2 separate regions of the Sus scrofa genome follow, and region 2 is linked to region 1. The links are chromatin contacts, called in public HiChIP or PLAC-seq maps. All regions are on one chromosome and are shown on one strand. Each heading gives the region's core, a stretch centred on a gene start, on an enhancer-like site or on the middle of the called end of the contact. The rest is flanking DNA. Distances are from core to core; before and after follow the strand shown. Region 1 overlaps LOC110260565 (a long non-coding RNA gene). Region 2 overlaps CDK19 (cyclin-dependent kinase 19).

What was found. HiChIP or PLAC-seq counts read pairs in DNA pulled down with a chosen protein or histone mark.
Region 2: a contact with region 1 is called in an H3K27ac HiChIP or PLAC-seq map of alveolar macrophages. The contact joins two enhancer-like sites. A contact is called at or near these places in 7 of 47 Hi-C or Micro-C datasets (embryonic fibroblasts, fetal heart ventricle, fibroblasts and 2 more) and 2 of 2 datasets of contacts at active chromatin or transcription factors (alveolar macrophages and skeletal muscle).

The regions. Positions count from the first base shown.
Region 1 is chr1:76,530,622-76,537,650 of Sscrofa11.1, reverse strand. All of the region lies in intron 1 of LOC110260565 (a long non-coding RNA gene), which reads right to left. Among named protein-coding and RNA genes, the nearest start is that of SLC22A16, 66 kb to the right of the region's middle. Within about 2 kb of position 2,405, at least 17 of the 83 cell types and tissues checked have an H3K27ac peak or open chromatin away from gene starts, as enhancers often do. A contact at or near this core is called in alveolar macrophages, where this site is marked.
Region 2 is chr1:76,663,193-76,670,698 of Sscrofa11.1, reverse strand. All of the region lies in intron 2 of CDK19 (cyclin-dependent kinase 19), which reads left to right. Among named protein-coding and RNA genes, the nearest start is that of CDK19, 130 kb to the left of the region's middle. Within about 2 kb of position 5,353, at least 5 of the 83 cell types and tissues checked have an H3K27ac peak or open chromatin away from gene starts, as enhancers often do. A contact at or near this core is called in alveolar macrophages, where this site is marked.

The sequences.
Region 1 (7,029 bases), core at 1,156-3,655:
CAGGGGTCAGTGCAGTGGTGGAGCAACTGTAGAGATAAAAGTTACAGGGTCAGAATGGATATGGAATGCAAAGATGCTGCCAAGATTTCCGCACTTGGTGGGTGGAAGGGTGGTGGGGCCAGGCAGAGATCTGGGGAGAATATGGGGCAGGGGAAGCACAGGTTTGAAAGACCATGGGACCATGAGTCCCCTTTGGGACATTCTGAGTTTGAGATGTTAATGGGACTTGTAGGTGGAGATCAGAAGACAACATGAAATGTACACCAAGGTCTTGGAGGCTTAAGCTAAGATTTTGGTCCCAGCTTCAGCTTAAATGAGTCATCTGCATTGAGGCATTTGTTGAAGCTGTAACACTGAAGGAGAACATGAGAGTCTTCTGAGGGAGCAAGCAACACTAAGGAGTACCAGGCAGGTCCTTGAAGGATCCTGACTTAGAGAACAGGGGGAGAAGGGGTTAGAGCAGTAGTTGAAAAGGTTGGGGTCTGGGAAGGGATCTGGGAAGCAGAGGGAAGAGTTTTAAGGAGGTAGTCGGTAGCATCCACTTTGGCAAAGGGGCTGAGCACAGAAGCTGGAGATCTTTGAGAGAACCATGACGAGACAGTGGGGAGGAAGTGATTTTTCTTTTGATGAGGCAAACCTGACATGTTTCTACACTGAGTGTGATAATCCACAGGCAGGGAGAGAATGAAGATGGGGGTGGGGTGGGCATGTTGTAGACATATCTTTTAGGGCATCATCTCTCAACCCACTACAAGCCCCTGGAACTATGAAGCCCCCTTATTGGAAAAGATAGTCTTTGCAGATGTGATGAGAGGATCTTGAGTTCATCTAGATTATCCCATGCACACAAATCCAATGACAAGTGCCCTTTTAAGAGACAAAAGAGAAGACACCAAGAGAATAGGAGAAGGTCATGTGAAGAGAGAGGCAGAGATGGCAGTGATGCAGCTACAGCCAAAGAATGACTGGTGTCACCAGAGCTGGAAGAGGCAAGGGGTGCCCCCTAAAACTCCTGGAGGTAGCATGGCCCTGCCCCCAGCTTGATCTCAGACTTTTGACCTCCAGAACTATGAAAGAATACAGAACTGTTGTATTAAGCTACCACATTTGTGGTTATTTGTTATGTAGCCTACAAAACTAATACAGGGGGAGGGGGCTCTGAAGTGGTGGCAAGGGCATCTGGCCACAGTCCGGGGTCCTGAAACAGACCAGGGGCTGGATCTCAGGCATCTTAGTGTTCTGTGGCCAGCCTGGGGCCAGCATAGCTAGGTGTTCGGTGACTTAGTTCAGAAACTTTGGGCTCAAACCAAACAGGACTTCACTTCACAGAAATAATTTTCCTTTGTTTTCATTTTCTCTTTTTTCCACTCAATTTTAGAAAATCAAAGATTTCATAGTACTGATATCTTTCTCATCCACCTTCTACCTTTTCAGCTGTGACAATGGAGCCAGTGGGGTTGCCAGGGGTTTCTAGGGGAAACCTCACCTGGGAGCTTACACTTTGTGCTCATCCACACAGGCCAAGTGACATGGGGGCCTGTGATTGAGCTGGGTGGCAGGTGGCAAAAAGAGAGCTCTGGGAGGCCTAGAGACAGGCCTTCCACTTGTAACTGCTATGCATCTTAGCCTCTGACTTAGACCATCCCACAGTTCCTCCAAACTGCAGGAACAGAGAGGCCCCAGCAACCAGGGAGAGATGGCTGTCCCTTTAGTCAACTCCCCTCTGTTTTTTCTGTTTTTTGGTTTTTTTTTTTTGTCTTTTTGCCTTTTCTAGGGCCACTCCCGTGGCATATGGACGTTCCCAGGCTAGGGGTCTAATTGGAGCTACAGCTGCTGGCCTACACCACAGTCACAGCAGCACCAGATCCCAGCCTTGTCTGTGACCTGCACCACAGCTCACAGCAACACCGGATCCTTAACCCACTGAGCAAGGCCAGGGATCAACCCCACAACCTCCTGGTTCCTAGTCGGATTCATTAACCACTGAGCCATGACGGGAACTCCAACACCCCTCTATTTGAATGAGCCATTTATTCCCTGCCCAGCAAACTGACAGATATGGTGGAAAAGCCTTTCTGGGGAGAAGCTGGAAGAAGCTCATATAAAGAACCCAAAGACAGGAAAGACTGTGGCACAGACAGAGTTCAGTGCACATAGTGGATGTCCGGTAAACTCTTTTGTTTTTAGGTCTAGAAAAGAAACTTTACTCTTTTAAATTTAACCCATATGCCACCCTACTTCCCATTGCTTCGTTACAAAACTACCAAAGTAATTAAAAAAAAAATGTTTTTAAAGCATGCACTACTGAAGAGTTTCTGGCTGAGACCTTTGAATCTGTGCCCTTGAGGGCTCCAGGGCAGGCCTCCAGCAGGGTGGTGTAAGACTCACTGTCCTGACGCGGGTGGCAGTTGTTAGAACAGGGACTGTTTCATTTCATTTACTGAGTGAAGCATGCTGTCAGCAGGCAGCAATAGTCACAGGACAAGATGCAACCAAATCTGACCCTGATCCCTCCTGCCCTGATCACAAGCAAGCTCTTCCCTTTTCTGGGAGAAAGACAGGAAACAGACAAGGAGAGCCCCCTTGAAGAGGAATTATGTTGAAGTTGATCTAAAGAGATCTGAGCACTCAGCTGCCCTAAAACTGCCCCAAACACTATTGCTACAAAGCCAAATTCATTATCCAGAGGGGCTGTCTTGGATTCTACCCAAGAGATTTAGTTTTTGAAGAGCCTAAAAGATTCCTGGCCTATCTGTAGGATGAGTGTGAGAGCCAGATTCCAGAGGATTATATTGTCCGTGGATGCTGCAATACCCTGCTTGACAAGAATTTAACAGAAATAAATGATTGTTCAGCTGGAGCTGATGTATCTAAGAGGCAAACCTTTCTTAAACCCTACTAATGTGCAACCTCAGTCCACAACTGGATTCAATTACTGCGTGGAAAGAAAGGCATTTTCTCATAAAGCCGCTCTGTTTCCGTGCCTGGCTGTGAGCTGGGTCAGCCATGACAAAGACAAGCCTGTGCGTTGTTTTTGGTTGTTTTTCTTTTCAAGCTCTTCCACTGGTACTGCCAGGCCCCAAGCTGTTTGGATCAGTTATGTGGGGGCCAGTTTACTTGTTTTGGCTTTTAGCCTTTTTGTCCAGCGTTGATGATAGAAGAGCAAGCGGGTGTCTTATTGACCGGTAGAATTGACGGGCTATGCCGCAGGATTCAGAGGTTGCACCAAGCCCATGTACCCCTTAGGAGCTGCATTTATGGGGAAGGGGCGTGGGAGAGACTGTAGGGGACTTGAGGGGGTCTAGCATAAGTGGGTCTGGGTGTTCCTACTCCCAAATATTAGTAATAATACCTAACATATAGAGTGCTTTATACGTAGTAACCCACTTAATCCTCCCAACAATCCTCTGAAGTACTATCATTATCTGCATTTTACAGATGGGGAAATTGAGGCACAGAGAGGTTTTATAATTTGCCCAAGGTTACACCATTACTAAATGGCTCAGAGCCCAGGCTCTTGGTCACTATAATGTCAAAGAGGCTGTTGCAGAAATTTGAAACCATGATTGGTATTCGTTTAGCTACCTATTTGCAGTATTCTTTTTAAAATTTTTAAATTGTAGCTAATTTACAAGGTGTTAACTTCTGCTGCACAGTAAAGAGATTTGATTATGCATATATATTCTTGATCATATTCTTTTCCATTATGGTTTATCACAGGATAAACAGAATATAGTTCCCTGCGCTATACAGTAGGAGGACCCTGTTGTTTATCTATCCTATATATAATAGTTTGCTTCTGCTAATCCCAAACTCGCAATCCTCTCCCCCTTCCCCAATCTTGGCAACCACGAGTCTGTTCTATCTGTGAGTCTATTTCTGTTCTGTAGATAGGTTCATTTGTGTCATATTTTATATCCTATACATGTGATATCATATGGTATTTGTCTTTCTCTTTCTGACTTTGCTTCCTCTGACAATTTCTAGGTCCATCTGTGTTGCTGCAAATGGCATTATTTAATTCTTTTTTATGGCTGAGTAATATTCCACTGTATATATGTACATCTTCTTTATCCATTCCCCTATGGATGGACATGCAGGTTGTTTCTATTTCTTGGATACTGTAAAACATTTCTTATTTGCAGTATTCTTAATTATTATTTACCTTAATACACTTGAAAGACAATTTTGTATTGTTATACATATGTTTTAAATCATAGGACTGAGGAGACACATGTGGCCCAGTCTGACTTTGCGGCAGATAAGAAATGATTACCATTGAGAGCCATGGCTTTCATAAAATATATTGCACCTAAGGAGGTGAAGTCCAGCCCCCTCAGCTGTCTGATCCTCAGCTCAAGCTTCCTGTGTGAGCTTGGCCCTCTGATAGGAAAATCTGGGACATATGGCCTAGAATGAATATGAGTATAACCCAGCCTTCCTCCATCAGCTTAATTCATTACGACACTTACCATTTTGTTGCCTCCTGGCTCCAATGTCACCCTTCATTTTTTGCTTGTCAGTAATAAAGAAGCAGTTCTTTTTTTTTTTTTTTTTTTTTTTTTTTTGTGTGTGTGTGACTGTTAGTGTGGTACGTAAGTTTTGTCAGTAGAGGGCCCGGAAAGGACATTGTGAGAGGAAAGGGCTTCTTTTCCTGGTTCCAGTGGGCTTGCTTATCAGGCTCCTGCAGCACACAGAGCTTTCTCTGCAGGGCCAGGTGGCCAGCGCCAGTGGTGCCTTCCTCCAGGCAGCTTCCCTGGACACCTCCCTGTGAATGACTTTGGCTGGAACCCCCATAGAAGGCTTCATGGTAGAATGCCAAAAGTGGGCAAATGGCTTTCCTGGCACCCCATTGCATAGCTTTGCAGTGAATTCTGGAGCATGGTCTCCCAACTGATGGATGGCTTCCTCAGCACTCCAGAGAGCAGGTTCTGCAATGTTTCACCAGTATGGGCCCCTATGAAATTTTCCAACATCCAGAGAGCCGTGGCCATACCCTCTCCAATGTTGTCTATAGCTTAGGCCTGGGAGGAGGCAGCTTCTTCCTGAATGTTGTATTTCAGCCCTTGGAGTGATAACTGCCCCCCATTGTTTGCTTTTTCTCTTTTCTTCAGGGATCTCTTTACCTCTTATTAGCTAAACTCATGTCACTCCAATTGTCTTTTAATAATTTTTATAGTTAATTTTCCTTGTAGAAATTAGTGTATAATTTCTGTCTTCTAATACATTCCCTGTATTTTTTTAGCCTACCATTTAAAATTAAAATGTAGGAGTTCCAACTGTGGCAAAGTGGAGACAAATCTGATTAGTATCCATGAAGACTCGGGTTTGATTCCTGGCCTTGCTCAGTGGGTTAAGGATCTGGTATTTCCGTGAGCTGTGGTGTAGGTTGCAGATGCAGCTCAGATCCCGTGTTGATGTGGCTGAGGGGTAGGCTGGCTGCTGAAGCTCTGATTCGACCCTCTAGCCTGAGAACTTCCATAGGCCATGGGTACAGCCCTAAAAAGCAAAAAAATTAAAAAAAACTTTTAATTAAAAAAATAAAAAAATAAAATGTAGCCTCCTTTAAGAACCATAGAAGAAACAGAAACAACATAAAAACATTTGCACAACAAATTTACTAGTAAACACTAATGCTTAAATAATACATTTACTGATAAGTTAGAAGGCTCTGGATCCTCCTGCAATTCCTAACTCTCTATCTGCATGATTTTGACATAATTGTAACCCCTGTGCATAACTGACTCTGTGCTCTGTTTACCTGTTTGACATTAAACAGTTTGATGTAGTCCCCAGATCCACATGTAGCCATTATCCACACTGTTTTGCACGTAGCATCAGTCACGGTGATGTAAGATTCCATTTTTTCATATGCTAAAGTTTGTTTAGCTAGTTCCTGATTGTTGGAGACTTGGGTTGGTTCCGGCTTTTCTGGATTACAAAAAAAGCATAGCTTGAAGTATTCTTTGTGCAAGTTGCATCAACCTCATCTAATTTCCCCTCTTGTCTCTCCCTTTCTCACTTCTCGAACAGCTGGGCTTATACATTTTCCCACTAGTAGACAACGGGTTATAGGAAAAGGGATGAGAAAGGCAGGGGGGCTGTCTGCCCAAGAAGCAGGATGGAGCTTTTACTAAAGCAAAGGCTTCAAGAAGCAGCAGATTCTACAAAGGAAGTAACTCCTGCCAGGAACAGAACCAGTCTCAGTGGCTAGGGGCAATAGCTGGCTGGAGTGAGGGAATGAAGCATAGGGAAGAAAGTCATGCCTAAGACCAAGGCTGTCTTTTCTTGGGTCTCTCATACTCTAACTTGTGACTAATGCATTAGTCATACTGAGCACGTGAAAACTACACAATATATACTAGAAAAACATTGTAGTTCTCAAGAACAGCCTCAAAATCAGACAATGCTTGAAGTAATTGAGAGTGGGAAGCACAATGTGATTACTGCTCTCTGACATTTTAAACCACCAATAACTCAATTGTTTCCTGAATTCCCAGAGAGTCAGGGAACACGAAAAAACCTCCTTGTCATTCAACTAAATAAATGTTAACCTCATACTTACATTTTTTTCTCCCCTCCCCCCCAAAAAAAGCATTCCTGGTATGGTGCCCTAAAAGGAGCCTAAGCAAAGCACGCATCATATGGTTCATTTTTTTGTTCATACACAATGTTTATCTGAAGATTCTTTCACACTCATTCTTAAAGTAGTTTTGCTGCACATGCATTTTTCTCAGGTGTTTTCTCTTATCACTTTGAAGACACTAGTTTTCTGGTTTCTGGTCTGTATAAAAGGTGTTGGCTGATGACCTAATTGCTTCATTGCAGGTGATTTGCCTTTTTTCTGCTTCTTGCCTTTAGGAACTTCCTTTTTAAGTTTAGGATGCTGCAGTTTTATTACAATGTGTCAGAGTGTACTGGTTTTTGTTTGTTTTGTCTTTTTAGGGCGCCTGTGGCATATGGAAGTTCTAGGCTAGGGGTCGAATTGGAGCTGCACCTGCTGGCCTGACACAGCCACAGCAACATGGG
Region 2 (7,506 bases), core at 4,104-6,603, 130 kb before region 1:
TTATTTTCAAGTGCATCTCCAGTGTCTTGCATTTGTACTCTAGTCATGATTTCTGATTTTGGTAGCATATTCGTACGTGGGTGATTTTCTACCTTTACTATATATATGCCTTTACTGGTGAGCCTTGTCATTTGCGGTATTTTTGTTTCTGGTTGTGGCGTTTTCTTTTCTACCTAGAGAGGTTCCTTTAATATTTGTTGTAAAGCTGGTTTAGTATTGCCGAATTGTGTTAGCTTTTTCTTATCTGTGAAGCTTTTGTTTTCTCCATCAAATCTGAGTGAAAGCCTTGCTGGGTAAAGTAATCTTGGTTAGAGGTTTTTTCCTATCATCTCATTAAGTATATCATGCCACTCCCTTCTGGCCTGCAGAATTTCTGCTGAAAAATCTGCTGATAACCTTATCGGGATTCCCTTGTATGTTATTTGTTTCTTTTCCATAGCTGTTTTCAATATTTTCTCTTTGTCTTTAATTTTGGTCAGTTTTGATTAATGTGTGTCTTGGAGTGTTCCTTCTTGGGTTTATTTTATATGGTTTTTGTTGCGCTTCCTGGATTTGAGTGAGTGGTCCCTTTCCCATGTTAAGGAAGTTTTCAGCTATTGTCTCTTTTAATATTTTTTTTCTGTCCCTTACTCTCTCTCTTCTCCTTCTGGGACCCCTATCATATGGATGTTGGTGTGTTTAATGTTTGTCCCAGAGTTCTCTTAGACTGTCTTCATTTCTTTTCAATCTTTTTTCTCTTTTCTATTCCACATCAGTGATTTCCACTAGTCTGTCCTCCACCTTGCTTGTCTGTTCTCCTGCCTCCTGTATTCTGCTGTTGGTTGCTTCTAGAGAACTTTTTGTTTTTTTGCAGTTATCGTATTTTGAATCCCTGCTTGCTTAAATTTTAAATCTTGTGTTACTTTGCTTAGTGTTTCCTGTAAATTATCAATCTTTGCCTCCAGTTTGTTTCCAATGTCTTGCATCATCTTCAGCATCATCAGTCTAAAGTCTTTTTCCTGGAGGCTGATAATCTCCAGATCACTTTGCTGTTTTTCAGGGTTTTTTTCCTTGTTCCCTTATCTGAGTTATAATACTTTTCCTTTTCATTTTTTATAGGTTTTTGGTGTGGTCTCCTTTTTGTAGGCAATGCATTTGTAGCCTCTCTTACTTCTGATGTCTGCCCCCCTTGTGGCTGAAGTTTGTACAGGATCTTGCTCTAGGTTTCCTAATAGGAGGTAATGGTGCCTGTCCACTGGTAGGTGGGGATGATTCCTAGCCCTCTGGTGGGTGGGGCTTGTCTGCGGGTAAGATTAGAGGTTGTTGTGTGCCTGGGGGTCTTTAGGCATCCTGTTCACTGATGGGTGGGGCTGTGATCCCACCTGGATTATTTTTTAGCCTCAATGCTGATGGGTGGGGCCAGATTTTTCCCAAAATGGCCACCTCTGGAGGAACATACACTGACAAATATTCCTGTGAGCTTTGCCTCCAGTGTGTTTCCCACACAATGAGCCATGTCACCCCCTGTTTTTCCCAGGATATCCTCCAAGAACTGCAGTCAGGTCTGACACAGATTTCTTTGGAGCCTCTGCTTTGCCTTGGGACCCAGTGCACATGAACGCCTGTGTGTACCTTTCAAGAATGGGGTTTCCGTTTTCCCCAGTCCCATGGAATTTATGCACACAAGCCCCATTTGCCTTCAATGCCATATGCTTTTGGGGCTCTTTCTCCCAGTGCTAGCTCCCCAAGTGTGGGGACCTGATGTGGGGCTCAGAAATCCTGTAGGTGAGTCTCTGTGATAGTTACTTTCCAGGCTGTGGGGCCTCCCACCCAGGAAATATGGGGTTGCTGATATCATGTAATCGCCTCTCCTACCTGTTGATGTGGCCTCCTCTTCGTCTTCTGGAGTAGGATATCTTTTTGAAAGTCCATTTGGTTGAAGGTTGTTCAGCATTTAGTTGTAATTTTGTTGTTTTTATGAGAGAAAGTGAGCTCTAGTCCTTATATTCTGCCATCTAATCCTGTCTTCCTACATCCCTCTCACTGTTGAATGAATCTACCATTGCTTTTTATGCATATACCAGAATATATATCTTTTAAAAATACAAAAAGAGTTCCTTTTGTGGTGCAGAGGAAATGAATCCGACTGTTATCTATGAGGATGCATGTTCGATCCCTGGCCGTGCTCAGTGGGTTAAGGATCCAGCGTTGCTGTGAGCTGTGATGTAGGTTACATACGTGGCTTGGATATGGCATTGCTGTGGCTGTGGCATATGCCAGTGGCTACAGCTCCCATTTGACCCCTAGCCTGGAAAATTACATATGCCATGGATGTGGCGCTTGAAAGCAAAACCCAAAAAACAAACAAAAAAAAAAACCCCAAAACCAAGAGATGCTATATGTTCTGTTCCATCTTTATCAGTTAATATTATATCTTACTAATCTTACCAAGCCAAAAATACAGATCTATTTTCAGCTTATTGCATTCTTTTTAATGGCTATGTAGCATTTTAGTGTAAGATGAACTTAATTTATTTATCCAGTTTCTTACTGATACCACTTAGATATTATTAAGCTTTTAAAATTTTTCCCAGTCTGTTTGATGAAAAATATGTGTCCATTGCTTCAATTTGCATTATTAAATTAAGTGAAGTAGCCATATTTTCAAGTAACTTTTGGCTAAATTTATATCTATTTTTGTGAAATGTCTTTTCATATTCTCTGCCTATTGTCCTATTGAAGTGTTTTTATTTTTTTTCTTAATGATTTTTGTAAGCTCTATAAATCAAGCAAATTAGCCCTCTAATGGCTTACATTTTCCATGTTTTTTGTTAGCCTTTGTTTAGGATATATTTTCTGTACAATACAGTTTTGTAGTCAAATTAATCTAACTTCCCTGTGGATTTTATTTAAAGGGAGTTTTCTCTAGAGTGGGATTTGTTTTAAGTTTATTGAAGAGTGTGACCAAAACTTGTGTTGGAGAAGAACATTTTAAAAATGACGGTCTAGTGAGATTTAACATTTCATATGTATATTTCAAGCAGCCTTACTTTGAGTAGACATTAAATTTCAAAGCTCCAAAATCATTCAACAAAAACTTACTTTAAAGTTAATGTCCTTTTTGCACACATGCACTGCTAAACACAAAATTATGGAAAGTGGAGTTCCCGTCGTGGCTCAGTGGTTAACAAATCTGACTAGGAACCATGAGGTTGCGGGTTCGATCCCTGGCCTTACTCAGTGGGTTAAGGATCCGGCATTGCCGTGAGCTGTGGTGTAGGTTGCAGATGCGTCTCGGATCTGGTGTTGCTGTGGCTCTGGTATAGGCCAGCAGCTCCAGCTCCGATTGGACCCCTAGCCTGGGAACCTCCATATGCCTCAGCAGTGGCCCAAGAAATGGCAAAAAGACAAAAAAAAAAAAAAATTATGGAAAGTTATAGTATTGTGAACTATTTTAATTATTGTAATATAGTGATTTTTAGATTTTTTTATAATCATTGTTTAATGCATCTTCATAAAAGTACATATGTCAAAATACAGCTCTTTTTTAAAAATTAAAGTTAACACTCAGAAGAAATAGAACTTATTGATTAAATTTAATGGATGTTTCATATATAAGAAATAATTTATTTCTTTGTGGAAACTCATCCCTCTCTGTGTTTTCTCATAATGCATATAAAGATCTCTTAGCAGAGTAGGAAGGAAGTAGATTTTCTATTTAATGAAAACAATACAGTAGACATTTCCTGGATTGCATTTTGGTCAGATAGATCATTTAGTAGTTTTCCTTATTACTGTGGTAAAAATTCCTGTGAGGTCTTCAGAAACTATAAATGATTAATTTATTTGAGCCTTGACTTCACTGCATTTATTTTCTCTAGAAGCATGGTGATGTGAAATACACTGAATTACTGGTACTGGTAATTTTGCTGTTAATACTTGATCAAAACCCTTAGCTATAAATTATAAACATTAGTGTAGTTTCTTATAGCATCTGAGGTGGGTTGTCTGACCATTGATAATGCCGGTCATTCTGTAAAGTGGAACATCTAACCATACTAGACAAGTTCCTTCAGAATGCAAAAGCCCTACCTCCCACCCCTCTGCACATCCTTACCAGCACCTTAGCCAATTCTAGGACTTGGGGATGGGGTTTGGGTGGGAGAGAGATCAATTCCAGGGCTATGCCTATTTTTACTAGCGAAAATGTAAACCGTACATTTTAGAAATGTAAGTTATAAGGATTTGGATTAGATGTAAAACCAACTTGAGAGTGCACTGGGATAAGATTTATTATGGGCATCTGAGATAAAACTGCTACTACTTTATTTTGCTGATTTAATTACCAGCTGCATTCTATTTTTCAGACATTAAATTCCTTGAACATTCTTATTTAATTTTGTTTGAAAGTTTCTTGTTGATAAAAGATATGCTATACAGTACAAGAAACTCTACCCAATATTCTGTGATAATATGTATGGGAAAAGAATCTGAAAAAGAATGGATGTGTGTATATGTATAACTGAGTCAATGTGTTGTACATCAGAAATTATCACAACACTGTAAATCCACTAGACTTCATAAAACTTTAAAAAAATGGAAAAAGGATAATTTTGAAAATTTGAAAACAGCAATTTTGAAAACAGTATTCTCTTAAGGTGGGATAAATGCCATCTAACCAATGTGTTTGTAAAACAACTCTTGTACTATCACTTTTGTTTTCTTATTTAACAAAACTTGTTGAATGCCTACTTTGTGCCAAACCCTCTTATGCAAGTAGTTTTATAAATATTCATCTGGAAAGTAGAGAGCTGTGCTCTATTACATATGATAGGAGGATGCCATAGAAAATTTAGGATAAAGTAGGGATTTCATTTGATATTTGTTCCCAGGAAGATGAATAGTGAAGGAGTTCTTAGATTCGGTACAGTCATGACATGATGAGAATATTGGCTAATATGCTTTTCTTGCTGGTTGAGTCTCTGTAATTCTCAGTTCCCTCTTTTCAACTTGCATACTTCGTTAGGAGTATCTTTTATGACTTTCCAGATTAGATTATATCTGCTATATATAACTATTCTGTATTTTTGTTAATAGCCTTATCATACTTACAGTTTTAGAAAGTTTTATAGTTTTGCTTAATCTGCTTCCTCTTTGGTCTCTATTAGGCCATAAACTCCCTGAGGCTCCCTGAAATGTGCTGGGCACTTGTGTTTACTAATGAATTTTGACTTTTTAAAATCATTGCTTACCTGCTGGGTATTTTTAACCAAGTTGCTGCCTCATTCCCATGTCCCAAGGCCAGTCTTTATGGGGGACAATAGGTAATGGCCAGGATCCTGTGCAGTGGCGAGACCTTGAGACCTTGAGACATCATTCATGATGATTGTATGGGGAGTGTCCTGAAAGTGAAGGCCACAACATAGGCCAGTTATGACACCGCCTTTATTAGGGCAAAGCTCTCTGGTCCTTAACTTGGATCTTATCTGCCAGCCTCATTTTTGGTTAAAATCTTTATAATACAGTTTTATCTTGACTCTCAGCACCCACCCCCCAGATAAATTATTTGTAAGAAAAATAGATTTAGTCTTTGAAGTGGGTCATTTTGAATGTTCCATTTGGGAGTTTCATCTTTGAAACCATTTAAGATTTTAGGATGGGAGAGTTAACATTATTAGACTTTTTTTTTTTTTTTTTTAATGGCCACACCCATGGCATGTGGAAGTTCCTGGGCCAGGAACTGAATCCGAGCCACACCTGTGACCTAAGCCAGAGCTGTGGCAGTGCCAGATTCTTTAACCCACTGCCCTGGGTCAAGGATTGAACTTGTGCTTCTGCAGCCACCTGAGCTGCTACAATCAGTTTCTTTCTTTTCTTTTCTTTTTTCTTTTTGCTTTATTAGGACCACACCTGCAACATGTGGAGGTTCCCAGGCTAGGGGTCTAATCAGAGCTACAGCTGCCAGCTAGGTGTCTAATCAGAGCAACGCCAGATCTAAGCTGCATCTGCCACCTACACCACAGCTCGAGGCAATGCCAGATCTTTAACCCACTGAGCAAGGCCAGGGATTGACCCTGCAACCTCATGGTTCCTAGATGGATTAATTTCTACTGTGCCGTGATGGGAACTCCTGCAGTCAGATTCTTAACCCACTGTGCCAGAGCAGGAACTCCTCAACTTTTTAATTTAGGAAGATAATTTGATGTCAGTGCATGGGATGTATTAGAAATGACAGGCGCTAGATCATCACTCACTAATTCAGCCAGCATTTGAGGAACACCAAATGTGTCTGGCTTGTTACACAGTGGAAATTTAGAGATGGAAGACATAGTTCCTGCATTCTAGAACCTTGCAATCTATTAGGGGAGCCAGATAATCAAACTATGTCATAATTTCATCAGTGGTATGTTAAGAGAAGTAGTACAGTATGGAAGGAAAGACAGAAGAGAGACACCCACTTAGACTAGGAGTTTCAAGAAAGGTTTTTTAGAAGCAGTGATAAAGTCCTTTCTAAAAAGCAAATAGGTGTTAGTCAGAAAAGAGGACAGAGAAGATCTTTCCAGGCACAGGCAAGAGCACATGTATAAATACTAGTTAAGGGTTTCTTTTAATTATTGAGGTGAAAATTCATGAGTATATTTAAAAGGCAAAGTACATAGCACTTGTTGAGTAACTGGGCACTGATTGGTTTTAAGGTTTTGAACCTGCCTTGGTTATTGGGAAAGAGTGGTATAATTGCAAGAATAGTGGATGCGCTAAGAGGTGGAGGTAGGCAAGTGATACTCAGTTTTGGACCTGTGGGTTTTGAGGTACAGTGGGATTTCCATATGGGTGTATGAATGCACAGTTGCAACCTGATGTCAGAGTTTTGGGCTAGAGATTGAGATTTTGGATTCTCCATAAAAGTAACAGTGAAACCTTAGACACATGGGTAAGATGTCAGGAGAGACTGCAGAACAGAGAAGGAAACGAGGACTAGAGACAGAGGAAAATAAGATGATACTTCTTTTCCTTTTTAAGGCAGTATTTATATTAGAGCTTTTTCTTTTTCTTTTTCTTTTTTTTTTTTTTTTTTTTTTTTTTTTTTTTGTCTTTTGTCTTTTTAGGGCATATGGAGGTTCCCAGGCTAGGGATCTAATCAGAGCTGTTGCTGCCGGCCTACACCAAGAGTCACAGCAATGAGGGATCCGAGCCATGTCTGACACCTACACCACAGCTCATGGCAATGCCAGATCCTTAACCCGCTAAGCGAGGCCAGGGATTGAACCCACAACCTCTTGGTTCCTAGTTGGATTCGTTTCTGCTGCTCCAAGACGGGAACTCCCCTAAATAAGAGTTTTAAGGGTTTTTTTTTCACCCCTCATTTTACTTCAAGGAAATAAAAGGATAAACGAGGAGGAAATATTTGTTAGGAGTTTATATTTATTGAAACTCCAAGATACTAAAAATGTGCCTAGAGTCAAAGATAATTCCATTTTGGTAATTGTGAAGATAAGGAAGGCTTTCAACAAGGCTTTTTACTGGAAG